Linked DNA regions of Canis lupus: region 2 is linked to region 1. A link is a contact called in public Hi-C data. All regions are on one chromosome and are shown on one strand. Each heading gives the region's core, a stretch centred on a gene start, on an enhancer-like site or on the middle of the called end of the contact. The rest is flanking DNA. Distances are from core to core; before and after follow the strand shown.

Region 1 (6,210 bases), core at 2,284-4,783:
AAACTTTATAACTTTTGCATAAGCCTGCAAAAACCCTTACACTTAGAGAAAACAACTCCAGACTTTTATGCTACAACAGAAATAAACTATTTCAGTCATTTCATTGTGTAATATTATTATGTTCATTATTTAGATATAAACAAGGAGCAGACATTACACTAAACCAATTTCTTTGTGTCAGAAATTAGATTTTCCCAGAATTATATTCATTCTTAGCAATAAATGCAATTAAACATTGATATTACTATTTAAAAATTCTATTCAAACTGCTAAATCTTGGTCTAATGTCAATATAAAGTCCCAAGCAGCCTGGTATAATTAAAGAAGCACTTGATTTGGAATCACACGTACCTGGGTTCCAATCCTGACTTTAGCACTTTTAGCTATGTGGTCAAATGTATAACCTATAAGCCTATTTCTGCATCTGTAAAGACAGCTTTCTATGGTGTTCTTGGAAGATTACATAAGAATATCACATATGGAAGTGCCTGGTATAGAGGCTATGGTCAAACTATGCCTTCTGCTTTCCTTCCCTAAGGAAGATTATTAACTGGTAATAACTCTTTTAGTACTGCTTTTTGTAAGGCTTTTCTTTTTAAAAAATCAAGACTGCTGATACAAAGTTACACATTTTACTTGCCATGTTTTTGCAGCTCCAGAGCATTGATATTTCCTGCAAGCGTTTTGTATTTGAGCTCTTCTTGGCTCATTTTTGAGTATTTGGTTTGATCTGTACTTCCTATTTATGATGAAATTTAAAGGTTTCTTGTAAACAATCATGAAAAAAAAAAAAAAACAGACCTTCTACCTGTGGCTTTCTACACGTTAAGATAATCCTCTCTTTAAAAATCAATTAGGTTGTGTCTATGGAAACCACTTTCAAGTGTTATGAAAAAAATCTGAGGCAAAAAAAAGAAAAAATTGAAGTTATCCTAACCACTGCAATGTGTTCAAATCTTAATTTTAACATAACTTTCAAATTTCTCTAAGATGAGTCATTTTTTTCTGTAAAGTTGGATCATTAATGAGGCCAGAATATGGCCCTGAATGCTAAGTGGATCCAAACAAAAAGGAAACGTGTTTTGGTCAATTGTCAATGTTGAAGGTGATTAATTTTTCCATCACACAAGACACATTAATAAAATCACGGTAAATAAACTTAGTATCTCTTCAAAATTGTACAGGTAAGTTTTACCCTAGCGTTGAGGACTGGAATTATCCTCAGCTCCTCCTTCAATTTTAGTTGCACTTCGATTAGATTTGATAGATGGCTCTTTAAAACGTTTCCACGCTTTTTCCAAAGTCTGCCAAAACTACAAATAGGCAGCTGTATTTCTAACGTTACAACTATTTACTAATACTTTTCCCTTCACGTTAATTATCATCCACAGCAGCTTCTGGCTGTCACTTGGTCTAAATGATTTTGCTGCTGGTATTTTAAGTGCTTGCTTCTCAAAAAGTATTTCAAAGGCTGCTGAGGTGAACGTATACACATAAAATCACTTCGCATTACTTCTCCATATTCAAACTACCGCCTCTTGAGCCGACTTTTAAATGCCACGTACATTTTTAAATCAAAGTGTATCGCAAACATTCTTTTAACACCTCCTCCCCATCCCAAACGCCTCCCAAATGCCAAAGTCCCCTCTTGATTGGATGGGACCTATTACCGGTGCGTTCTGCTGGTCGTTCACAACTTCATACCCCAACGTTATACACTTCAGACCCCTCCGCTCATTAAAGTAAGCACTGTTAACTCCTTAGTTACTTAAGCATATGCTGTATTAACTGTGTAATTTTACTCTTCCTTTCACAAATTTGTCTTTTTTTTTTTTTTTTTTTTTTTTTTTTTTTTTTACAAATCTAAGTCTTAACTGCAATTCCCCTTCAGCGTTCCCTCCTCCTATAAGCTCACTACATCATTCCTGGGGGCCACGTACATACATATTCCTATTCTTAAACCTGAATATTAATGAAATTTAGCTTCCCCCCGCCCCGCAAAAAAAAAAAAAAAAAAAAGATTTTTTTTAAAGTAGTTAAATGCCAGGATGCCTCCTTTCAGGATCACGCTGAAGCTTTGTATTTGCTTTCCTGTCCTACCTTGGCAGCCCAGTTCTCCCGTCGGTTGTGTGGTCCCTTGCTGCCCCCAGCACAAGAGTGCAACTCACTACAGTGTATTTCTTTCACTCCCCATCATTCCCAGTATCTCCCTCCATTTCCGAGCATCCATCCCTTGGTGAACCTGTCCGTCCCCCGCAAGGACCTGTATCCAGAGGTGCCCACATCCCAAATCAGAATACCCCTGGACTGACACTGCTCGGGCGGCTTTCAGCAGACTCCAGGAAACACCCGAGGCTGCGCGTTTCTGCCTCCAGCAGCAGTTCCCGCTCCCAGCGAGTTCGGCGTCCTCCTGCCGCCTCCCCCGGGGGAATGCCGACTTCTGATCCCCCTTCGGCACGGGAAAGCCCACCTTGGCGACCTCGCGAGCCCAGCACGCCGCTCCAGCTCGACTCACACCGTCCCCAGAGCTTGTGTTTTCGATGCCCCCAGCCCCAGCTCTCTCTGCAAGCCCTTTCACCCTCTTGCCCCCACCCCCCCGAGCCAGATCGCAGGTTTAGACGCAAAAAGCCTCACTTGCTCCGGTTGCAATGCCTCCCTGTGGCCCGGCCTCTTGCACACCACTCACCCCGGAGGGGCTCTGCTGCTTACCCAGCTTCGATCGGGACTCCTCCAGGTTCTGGATTTGGTTCTCCAAGAAGAGCATCGCCACTGCGAAGGCCACCACCGCCAGCAGCTGCAACTTGGGCGGCATCATAATCCTAAGGAGCCCCATGAAACCCGCTGCTCGGGATCAAGACATACCGCGGGGGGCGGGGAGCGGGGCCCCGGAGGCGAGGCGGACGCCGCGGGGGAGCCCACCGAGCCGGGAGAGAACGGCGAGGAGAGCGCGACAGCCAGAGAAGCACCGCAGCGACCCCCCTTCTCGCCTCCCCGGTCCCCCGCCCCCAGGCGCCAGCACCGACGCCGCCGGTGCCCGCTTCTCCCGGACCGACTCGGCGGCCGCCCCCTCCAGAAGCCCGCGCAGCAAACAGCGCGAAGCGGCTGCCGGGCTCTCGCCTCTCCTACTGCCTCAGCCCCCGACCCCCGCGCCCGCCCGCCCGCCCGCCTGCCTGCCCGCCCGCCTCCTTCTCTTCCTTCCTTCCCTCCCTCCTTCGCTCGCGGCCGCGCGCTCCTCCGCCAGCGCTGCGGCTGCGGCTGCGCCGCCCTCGGCTCCGCCCCCTTGCCCATCCCCCTCCGCCTCCACGCGCACGCATCCACGTACGCTGCTCGGCAACCAGAGGCCCCGCCCCCTGCTCCCGTCCCGTGGCGCCTATTGGCCCGAAGAACCCCGGGAGCCTCCGCTCGTGGTTCGTGTTCCGGTTGGTTTCCTTTGCCAGGGGTGTCAACCAAATCGGCCTGCGATTGGGTAACCCTGGAGAAGGAGGCCGGCCGAAACCGGCGAAGGCGGGGTTTCCTGGCGGCAGGACGAAACGTCGTGAATGAAAAGAAGGAGCTCGGAGCGGCTCGGACTTGGGGGCTTTAGCAGAATGCCTGATAGGGGTTTTCGAAAGGACCCGGCGACTTTATATTCATCTCAAATATAAAGATGTGTGACGGCCTTTTAAGCTTCCATTTACCCTTAGGTAACGGCCGTCTCCGCGGAGTAGGGGATTTGATGGCAACGGCCCTTGGCAGCCAGCTTCGGATCAGGCTCCGGAGTGGACGCCCCTAGCGGAGGGGTCCTCCGGGCAGCCGCAGGCCGACGGCCGAGCGTAGCGATGGCGCCTGGACCCGGCGGGCGGCTCCGGACCGGCGCTGCGGCTGCGGCTGCTGCTGGCTGCGGTCCTTCAAGCGGTGAGTGGCCATCACCTCCGCGGCGGCCCGGAGCGAGGGAGGACTGTTGCGCCGGGGAAGACGAGACATTCAGTCCTGAGTTGGTAGCCACGCTTGGGGAGAGTGCGAGGACTGGGCTTCCTTAGCGCCCGCTGCGCCCAGAAGGCGACGTGGCTTCGTTCCCGGGTTGATGCTTCCCTTCCCCTTCCCCTTCCCCTCCCTTCCCGACTTCTAGCGGCTTTCTCTTGACTTCAGAGTATCTTGAGTAGTACTTAACCTTCTTTTGAGTAGCGCTTCTCTTTTGCAGCGTTCCACCTAAAAACGTGTAAACCGCACAGCGGGGGGGGGGGGGGGGCAATAAATCCCGGAAAGGAATGAAGATGGTTTTCCGACGGGCAGAGGACAAGGGACTACCGTTGCTTGTGATAAGACTTACGAAATTTTAAAAGAACCCCCACCCCCCCACCACCACCACCAAATCTTTGGTCCAGGCTACACTTCCTGTTTCCTTTTTTCCTTTCAATGGTCAGTGGTCTCTAATTTCACCGCTAGCGTTTTCTCTCTGGTCTCTCTTATTCACGTGCTGCTGGATGCATTTCAGGGCCGTCTGCGGTTTTAGACCGTGTTGTTGCAGTAAAGGAGCCACTCGATACTAGAGCATCATTTATCTTTGAAAAAAAAAATTTTTTTAATGCTAGCCTTCATCTCGTTTAAAGTCGGGCACTGTTAACCAACGTTTCTATGTAGTTCTTTACTGACACAACAGATAACGCTCTTAATCTTTGAATGAGGAAGGGCTGATTTTTGTCTTATTTTTCTATTCACTCGTGCACAATTAATATTGGTTAATTCCTCCTGAGAAGGTTGCAATCCATGTTTTGCTACGTGAATGACTTGTTCTTGTCTAGGCACTGTGTAGGAGCTTTTACACATTTCATGAATCAGCTCAATTCTTCGAGTATTCTCTTTGCTGACCCTTCTGAAAAGTTCTTCTCCTAGGATTCCTGGTTTCATTAACTCGTGCGAAGTTTAAGGGAGTTAGGGCCTGTACCGAAGGCCTCTACAAACAGCCTCTGCTTTTCTTTCCTCGGAGAGTTTGAAGATCGTGCCTTTTTGTTTCTGCAACCCCTAAAAGGTGGATTTTTAACTTCTCTAGTATTACGGTATTCTGTTATTCAGGCATTTGGTGCCTTAGAAATTACTGGAAGACCCTTCTCTAAACTTTGTACTGGAGTTTTTTTGTTTTTGTGCATGTGGTTTTTTTTGTTGTTGTAGTTTTTTTTTTGTTTTTTTTTTGTTTTTTTTTTTTGTTTTTTGCCAATCTTAGGTAATTTGAGTTCACCACCTTGCAAAGATAAGGAATAACATTTTACATTGACTTTTCCTGATTTTTCTGTCTTTAATTATCAATGATGTGTAACCATCCCAAAATTTGGTGGCTTAAAATAAAATTTCTCATAATTTGTCAACAGTTCCTCTGTTGATCTCCTCTGGCTCATTATGGAGCTGTGTTGAGCTAGTAGGTCAGCTGAACTGAAAGGTCCAAGTTGGCTTCATTCTTTGCTGTCAGCAAGGGTGACGTGGTTCTCTTCCATGTGATCTCTCATCCTCCAGTAAGCCAACCCAACTTCTTTTCACGGCAGTCTCAGAGCAGCACTCCTAACGAGTAAAAGCTGCAATGGCATTATGACCATTAGGTAATCTACCACTGTGACCATCTACATAATGTAAGTCAGAGAGTTGGGTATTATCTTTGACTCTTTTTTTTTTTTTTTACATGTCTCATATCAGGCAGTTACAAAGTCTTGTCAATCTTTCCTTCCTAAATATCTCTCAGATCCTTGTCCTTAATGTTAATCCCCCATTCAAACCACCATTATTTCTCTCCTTAGCATTAATTGCCTCCTGGTTCACTCTTCTAATTATCAGAACCTAAATGGTTGGCTTTGTCAGCTTCCCAATTGCCCAAGCCAGTAAGTAGTCATTTTAAAAGTCATCTTCACTCTCTGAACCCAATTAACCATTAAACCCTTGAAAATCTCCAAGCCAGTTCACTTAATTCTGGATCCACCAGCAGTACCTAAAATTTTGCTTGCCCACAACAGCTTCCTTAAACCAGGTTCCATATTTCATTTTCTCCCTTTCTAATCCAATCTCTACAATGCATTGAAAGTTGTCTTTTTGAAACTTAAATCTATTATTATTAAAATTCTTCAGTGGTGGGACGCCTGGGGGGCTCAGCCTTGATTAAGCATCTGCCTCAGCCCAGGTCCTGATCCTGGAGTCCTGGGATCAAGCCTCACCACCCCACTCACCCTGCCCTCCTGGTTCCCTACT
Region 2 (6,337 bases), core at 2,853-5,352, 170 kb after region 1:
TACCCTGCCTGGTTAAAATCATATAAAAAATTTTAAAAGAACAATGTTGGATACCATGAGAGGGAAAGAAGAAACAAAGTTGATTCCTCAGGACATACAATCTTAATATAAAGATGTGAAAGCCATATAGTAACAATTTTACAGCTCTAAGTGACTTTACATAACAGTTCATTCCAAGAAAAGTGCCACATGATCATACGGAATTGAAAAATAACACAGGAATTCACATCAAGCTCTTGTGGTCTGAGATGGGCTTGGAGTTTTATCTGGAAGGAAGGAAAGACAGAGGGAGGGGTCGGAGGGCATTCAAGATGAGACTGTAAGACCAGTCAAGTCTAGCGTTAGAAAAGTACAATGTATTTTGGAAATTAAAAAAATAATTTGATAGGAATACAGTATATATGAGAGAAAAGACAAGGCAGGAAAGGAGTATATAATGCTCAACACAGGCGTCTGGACCAAAAATACAGATAGTAAGAATAAATGGCTTTTAAGACACTAATAAAGTAACTTATGGAGGACAAATTACCTGATGCTTTTGTATTCTATCATTTTGAGGGAGTTAAGAATAACAAAAACATCCAAACAGAGTGTTAAGGAATGTATGTTCTTACTGATTATAATTTTTACCTCAACATTTTTTCAAAGTTGCATGGCATATAAACAGATGTTATGAGAGTAGAGTGATGAAACTCATTTGTGTAATAGTTTTTCTTTTTTAAAACAGAAAATGCTTAGTTTCTAACCTAAAAATTTTTAAGTAGAATGAAAAAAGATATGGCAGTCGGTCACCCAGAGAATGATCTATTCCTTAAGGTATAATTTAATTTGAATAGAAATTATTATTTAGAAATGAGAAAGCTGAATTCCATTCCTTCTGTTCTTATTGCTTATAATGAGTAACTGGCATAGCTCTTACCCTATTCTTAGCATGAAACTTGGCACTTGACACTATACGGATGTCAATGCAATTTAGACTGGGAATTCAATTATTGACTAAATACTAAAATGACAAAATAGTGTTTTTGTTGAAAATTACCACACAACATTCCAAATTTCACGTGTTACATTTTGGAATTAATTTTTTTCTTACGTAATAAAAAAGCCCCCAGTACTGTGCAAAATGTCAAACATTCAAAAGTGTAATAGTATATTGAAACTCAACTTCAAAACTGTCAACATTCTGCCAATGTTTCAACTAGTCCCCTTTTTTCTCTTCTGGAATATTTAAAGAAATCCTCAGACATGCTATAGTTTATACATAAATATTTCAGAAACTATTTCTAACAGATACAGACTTAATGTAAAAAAGACATATTGAAGGAGTCTGTTCCTCCTGAAATCTATCCCTTCTCAGTATATGGCTCAAGCCAAAACCTTACAGTCATCCTTAACTCATCTTTCCTTCCTAACCTACAGCCAATTTGGGAACCATACTGAAAAGATTCTGAACCTTCTATGATATCATCTCTCTCACCTACGTTCTATCACCTTTTGCCTATGCTATGGCTACAGCTCCCTAACTGATGTCCCTAGTACGCCAGAACCTCAAAGTATTTGGACTTTTTCCTTCTGCCTAAAGTGCTTTTCCTCCAAAAAACTGAACTATCACTTCCTTGAGGTCTCTTGGAATTTGATCCTACTAGAAAGGCTTGTCGTAATCTTATGTCTAAATAAGATGGCAAAAATTGCCACCACCACCCGCCCCCCGCCCCCCCGCCATTAACTTATCACCTGTGACCTTTTTTCTCTATCATCTGATGTATTTACTGTTTGATTGTAAGCTCCAGGAGTGCAGATGTCTTGCTAATTTTATATACTGGTATTATCACCAGTGTCCAAAATAGTAGTGTCAGGCAGACACGGTATAGGCATAGAAGTATTTAATAGTGAAAATTATTTGATAGCTAACAGATTAGCATAGACTTTAAAAACTAAAGAATGTGAAACTATGAGTAACTGAAATTCATCTAGGAACTACATCTTTTGAGAGCTTTGCTAGATTTTTTAAATAAAGGCTACCAACAATTTAAATCAAATTCTAGTACACGTGTCCTATTTAAACGGTGGATTATGTACCTGAAAACAGACCTGTCTTTAAAACAGTGTCATCATAATGTCAAATCTCCACTCAGCAAACAAAATCATTGGGAATCAGAAATAAACAACACCAAGGGCCTCTTTTCAGGTTACATTAAGTCTCATATATCAAATTCATTTCAGACCTTCAACCACTCGTTCTCTTGCCCTCCGTCTCTGAGCTATTCAAAGTAGGTTAATTTAAATCAAGAAATTATTTTAACCGTTCCACTCAATGTCTTCACAACATAGCTTATATTTTCATGGAGAAAGGGGAGCTAGCCTATCACTTACTATGCAGATGTCAGAATTTAGAAATCAAGACCAAGAAGGAATTTCGCATGCCTTAACCGCTACTTGCTTCAATGTGACTGAAATGCTGAGATTCGAGTACCAGGCGATATTTAAGGTCTCTCCAGCCTGTTGTATTCTTACTACTCTCTATCTGCAAAGCCTACCCTGGAAGAGAGGAGCAGCCTGCAACCAGCAGCACACCAGACAGCAAGCTTACTAGCCGTGCAAGTTAAGCGAGTTTCTTAACCTCTCTGAGGCGGCCTCCTCATATATAATAGGAGCTCACAACATCTGGCAAAATTAGATAGGATAATCTGTCAAATGCCTTGCAACTGTGTGACAGTTTTTTCCCCACAACATAAGCAGCTATTACTTCGCTCTAGTTCTTCCATTCCGCCCCCCCCCCCCTTTTTCTTCCTTCTTCTTCATTTATTTCGCCAGGAACAGTGCACTGTAAGAGCAACTCTAACAACAAAACTGGGGGCAAAGGAGACAGAGTAGTAAACGCCGGACGCGTGACTTACACCGCGGTTATCTGTTTTGGTAGGCCTGTCAGAAAACTAGTTTTTGTTTTCTCTTCACAGAGGAGAATGTTGTTCTGCCGGGACTATGCCATTGCCTTAAAACGCCGGCTGGCTTGTAACTCGTGTTGTGGTGAAATTCTACGTCTGTTCACAGATTTAACGGAGTCGGCATAATGTGGGCGACGACGGGGGAAAACCGTCCCCGGGTCCCCAGGGCGGACGCCTCCCTGACTGCGCAACGCCGCCAGAGAGCTACATCTGAAACGCAGAACTGGCGACAACGGCGCCCCCCCCACACCCCCACCCCCCACCCCCACCCCCGGCTCCTCTCCGCGTCCGGCAGCCGCCGCTGCTTCCCACTCTCAGCGTGAGCGGGAACCCCCGAAGGCCGGGCCTCCCGGGGCCTCGGCGGAGCGGGACGCCCACCGGTGACCGTCCTGTCAGGGAGACGGGCGGCTGACGGAAAAGGAGACTTCTGGGACGCGGCGGCGAGAGCGAGGCCGACCTGAGGGAAGGTGGGGGCGGTGCGAGGAAGTCCGTCCCTCGGCCGCTGCGCGCGGCTCCAAGGGCCCTCGCACCGGCGCCGGCGCCGCGGGGCGGGAGCGCCGCGGGGGGAGCTCCGGGCCCCGGCCCCACCCGGCCTCGCTTCCGGAGAAGCGGCGGTGGAGCGCCAGGGGGCCTGGAAGACGGCCGCGGGGCCCCGGAGGGGAAGCAGGCCGCGCCCAGCACCCAGCACCCAGGCCTCCGGCCGCAGGCCCGCCCGCCCGCCCGGGGGAACCGGTGCGGAGAGCGCCGCCGCCCCTCCTCCCAGCCCCCGGCCCCCGCCCGCCGCGGTACCTGCACTGCGCGGCTGAGGAAGGTGCCCGCGTCGGCCGCCAGCTTCTTCACGTTGAAGTCCATGATGTTCATGCTGGGCGGCAGCCGGGCTGGTGCGCCGGGAGGGAGTGGCGGGGGCAGACGTGGTAGGTGGAGGGAGGCGGCGCCAGGCCCGCCGCCGCAGCTGTCGTTTCCGCGAAGGGGAAGCGAGAGGGTGGGGCGAGGAGAGCGAGCGAGCGAGGGCCTCGGGGCGGGCCGCGCGCCCCGGGGGGGGCGGGGGGGTTTGGGGGGCGGCGGCCGAGCCCGAGGCGCTGGGAGCTGAGCGTTAGCGTCGGCGCCAGCCGCGGGGGGCGTGCGGGACACTGACGCGCCGGTAATCCGCCATGGGGGGCGGGGCCTCGGGCGGAGGAAGCCGGCGCCCGCCGCGGGGTGGAGCCTTTCCAGAGGCTCTCGCGGGAACAGCGACCCCTCCTGGGTCGCGGCGGCGCAGTCGCGGGGCGCGCCGGAAGCTGGGGCCGCGGCGCCGCCGGGAGGTCGCGCCGCAGCCTCCAGAGCCGAGTGGCTGTGGTCGGCGTGCAGGTGAAGCCCCTGGAAACCGCAAGCAGAGATAACCCCAATTATCCCCCCCCCCTTTTTTTTCTAAAGATTTATTTACTTGTTCATGACAGACCCAGAGAGCGAGGCAGAGGGAGCCCGACGCGGGACTCGATCTCGGGACTCCGGGATCTCGCCCTGGGCCGAAGCCGGCGCTCAGCCGCTGAGCCACCCGGGCGTCCCCCTTTTTTTGTTGTAAGAGAAAATTGGAAAATTGTAGCGTCGGATTACACCCTCCGTGAGATCAGAACCAGCAGTTCGCTGTCATGCTGTAGCACCCGGCTGCAGAATAGGGTTGAAGTTATAGTCCCCACCGAGTCGGCTGTTGATTCAGCATGATCGGGGGTCTTCTGTGCACCAGGACTGAGGCAGGGGCTGGTCAAGACTGTCCCGGGCCGCAAGAAGCTCGCAGTTCGGTTACTTGACAACCGTCCGGGTCTTCACGCCCCCACCTGAAGCTCTTTTAACAGTTTGCAGCTGCAGGGACTTTGTGACTGCCTGGATTACCGGAGCAACACTCTAGGCCTCCTATGTGCAAAAGTCTGGTGACGGGGGACACGAAGTGCCAGGTGGAGGACACATAGAAGTATAAAGTGGTGAGTGAGATAGATTAACTCTTAAGCCCTAACAGCCAGCCTGGGGGATTCTTTCTTTCTTTTTTTTTTTTTTTAAAGATTTTGTTTACTCATGAGGGACAGAGAGAGAAGCAGAGACACAGGCAGAGGGAGAAGCAGGCTCCAGGCAGGGAGCCCGACGCGGGATCCGATCCCCGGTCTCCAGGGTCACGCCCTGGGCCGAAGGCAGCGCTGAACCGCCGAGCCACCCGGGCTGCCCCAGCCTGGGGAATTCTAATGACAAACGAGAATATGATGCGGAATCTGTTCAGGAGCCCACGATCCCATGTAACTTCCTAAGCATCTTTCATGATACAGCCTAAGCTTGAATTAAGTTAAAATAGGTGCTAGCACAGAGGGAGAGACAGTATTTCAAGAGTAAGAAAACAGTCCATGTTATTTTTTTTTTTTTTGTCGCTGTGTCTTTGACATTAGGGCTGGGAAAATGCAGGCCCAGCAGGCAACGAGACGAGCCCATGTTCGCACTTAAGTGATTTACTGAAGCAGTCTCAGAAGCCCTAGCTGTTATTAAAGGCTGAACGATTACTTCCTAAAAGACATAACGAACAGCAGATACATATAAAAATATCCGTGTTCTTTTTTTTTTTTTTTTTTTTTTTTGTGGTGGTGACAGAAGCAACTGCTTCTTTCTAAGGTAACTCCAAAAGAATGAGTCTCCAAGACGGAAACCACTTCATGTATCTGTCATCTGTTTTCCCAGAAATAAGGAAATGTGTAATCAGGAATCTTGTTTTTCACTTACTGTCCATTTTAGATTTTTATATAGAAAAGCACTTTTTTCTAGACGTCTACTTTCACAATAGGTATATTTGCCATAATCTATGGCATAATTGTTCTATTTTAGGATCACAAGACTGTGTCCACCATTAAAGGAAAAAATTCTGAATCCTCTTCCTCAAACATGTAGATCTTCCTAACTTGAAAACAACAACAAACTGTTCACTTCTTCCTATTGAGCCCTTCCGGGCTATAATACTGTTTCTGTTGTTTCACTGACAAAATCATAAGACTTCCATTTCCTTACTATCCATTTCTTCCCTGTTTGAATGCAGTTGACTTACACTGCTATAACTATACCTAAATAGCATTCTTGAGGTTGCCAGTTATCCTCTTGATTAACTCATCGGCTTTTTCTCAGACTTCACAGTGACTAGTCACCACCTTTCCAACGATGCACTCCTTTAGAGACCCTTATAATTTCCTGGTTTTCCCTCTACCTCCTGGACTTGCGCATTCTATTCTGCTAGCACTTCTGATGGCTTTACTGTACATATTTTTTAAGTTGAATGTTTAGCACTTTTTTGTTCTCTTTTCTTTCATTAGTTTCTTAATCATGACTTCAATTATACCACTTCGTTTTTGTTTTTTTTTAAGATTTTTTTTTTTTTTTTTAAT

The links. Hi-C and Micro-C count contacts between places; a contact is called where the count stands out from the background.
Region 2: a Hi-C map of blood shows a contact between it and region 1, with 2.5 times the contacts expected there. The contact joins the promoter of SH3GLB1 here to the promoter of SELENOF in region 1. A contact is called at or near these places in 2 of 9 Hi-C or Micro-C datasets (amygdala and blood).

The regions. Positions count from the first base shown.
Region 1 is chr6:61,831,007-61,837,216 of UU_Cfam_GSD_1.0, forward strand. SELENOF (selenoprotein F) reads left to right here and starts at 3,534. Exons shown (of 6, transcript NM_001114760.2): 1 at 3,534-3,844; 2 at 3,846-3,894. The coding sequence starts at 3,819. HS2ST1 (heparan sulfate 2-O-sulfotransferase 1) reads right to left here and starts at 3,144. Exons shown (of 7, transcript XM_038541464.1): 1 at 2,710-3,144. The coding sequence starts at 2,833.
Region 2 is chr6:62,003,313-62,009,649 of UU_Cfam_GSD_1.0, forward strand. It overlaps SH3GLB1 (endophilin-B1), which reads right to left and starts at 4,103. Exons shown (of 9, transcript XM_038541469.1): 1 at 3,735-4,103. The coding sequence starts at 3,806. It overlaps LOC119872280 (a long non-coding RNA gene), which reads left to right and starts at 4,407. Exons shown (of 4, transcript XR_005361312.1): 1 at 4,407-4,903.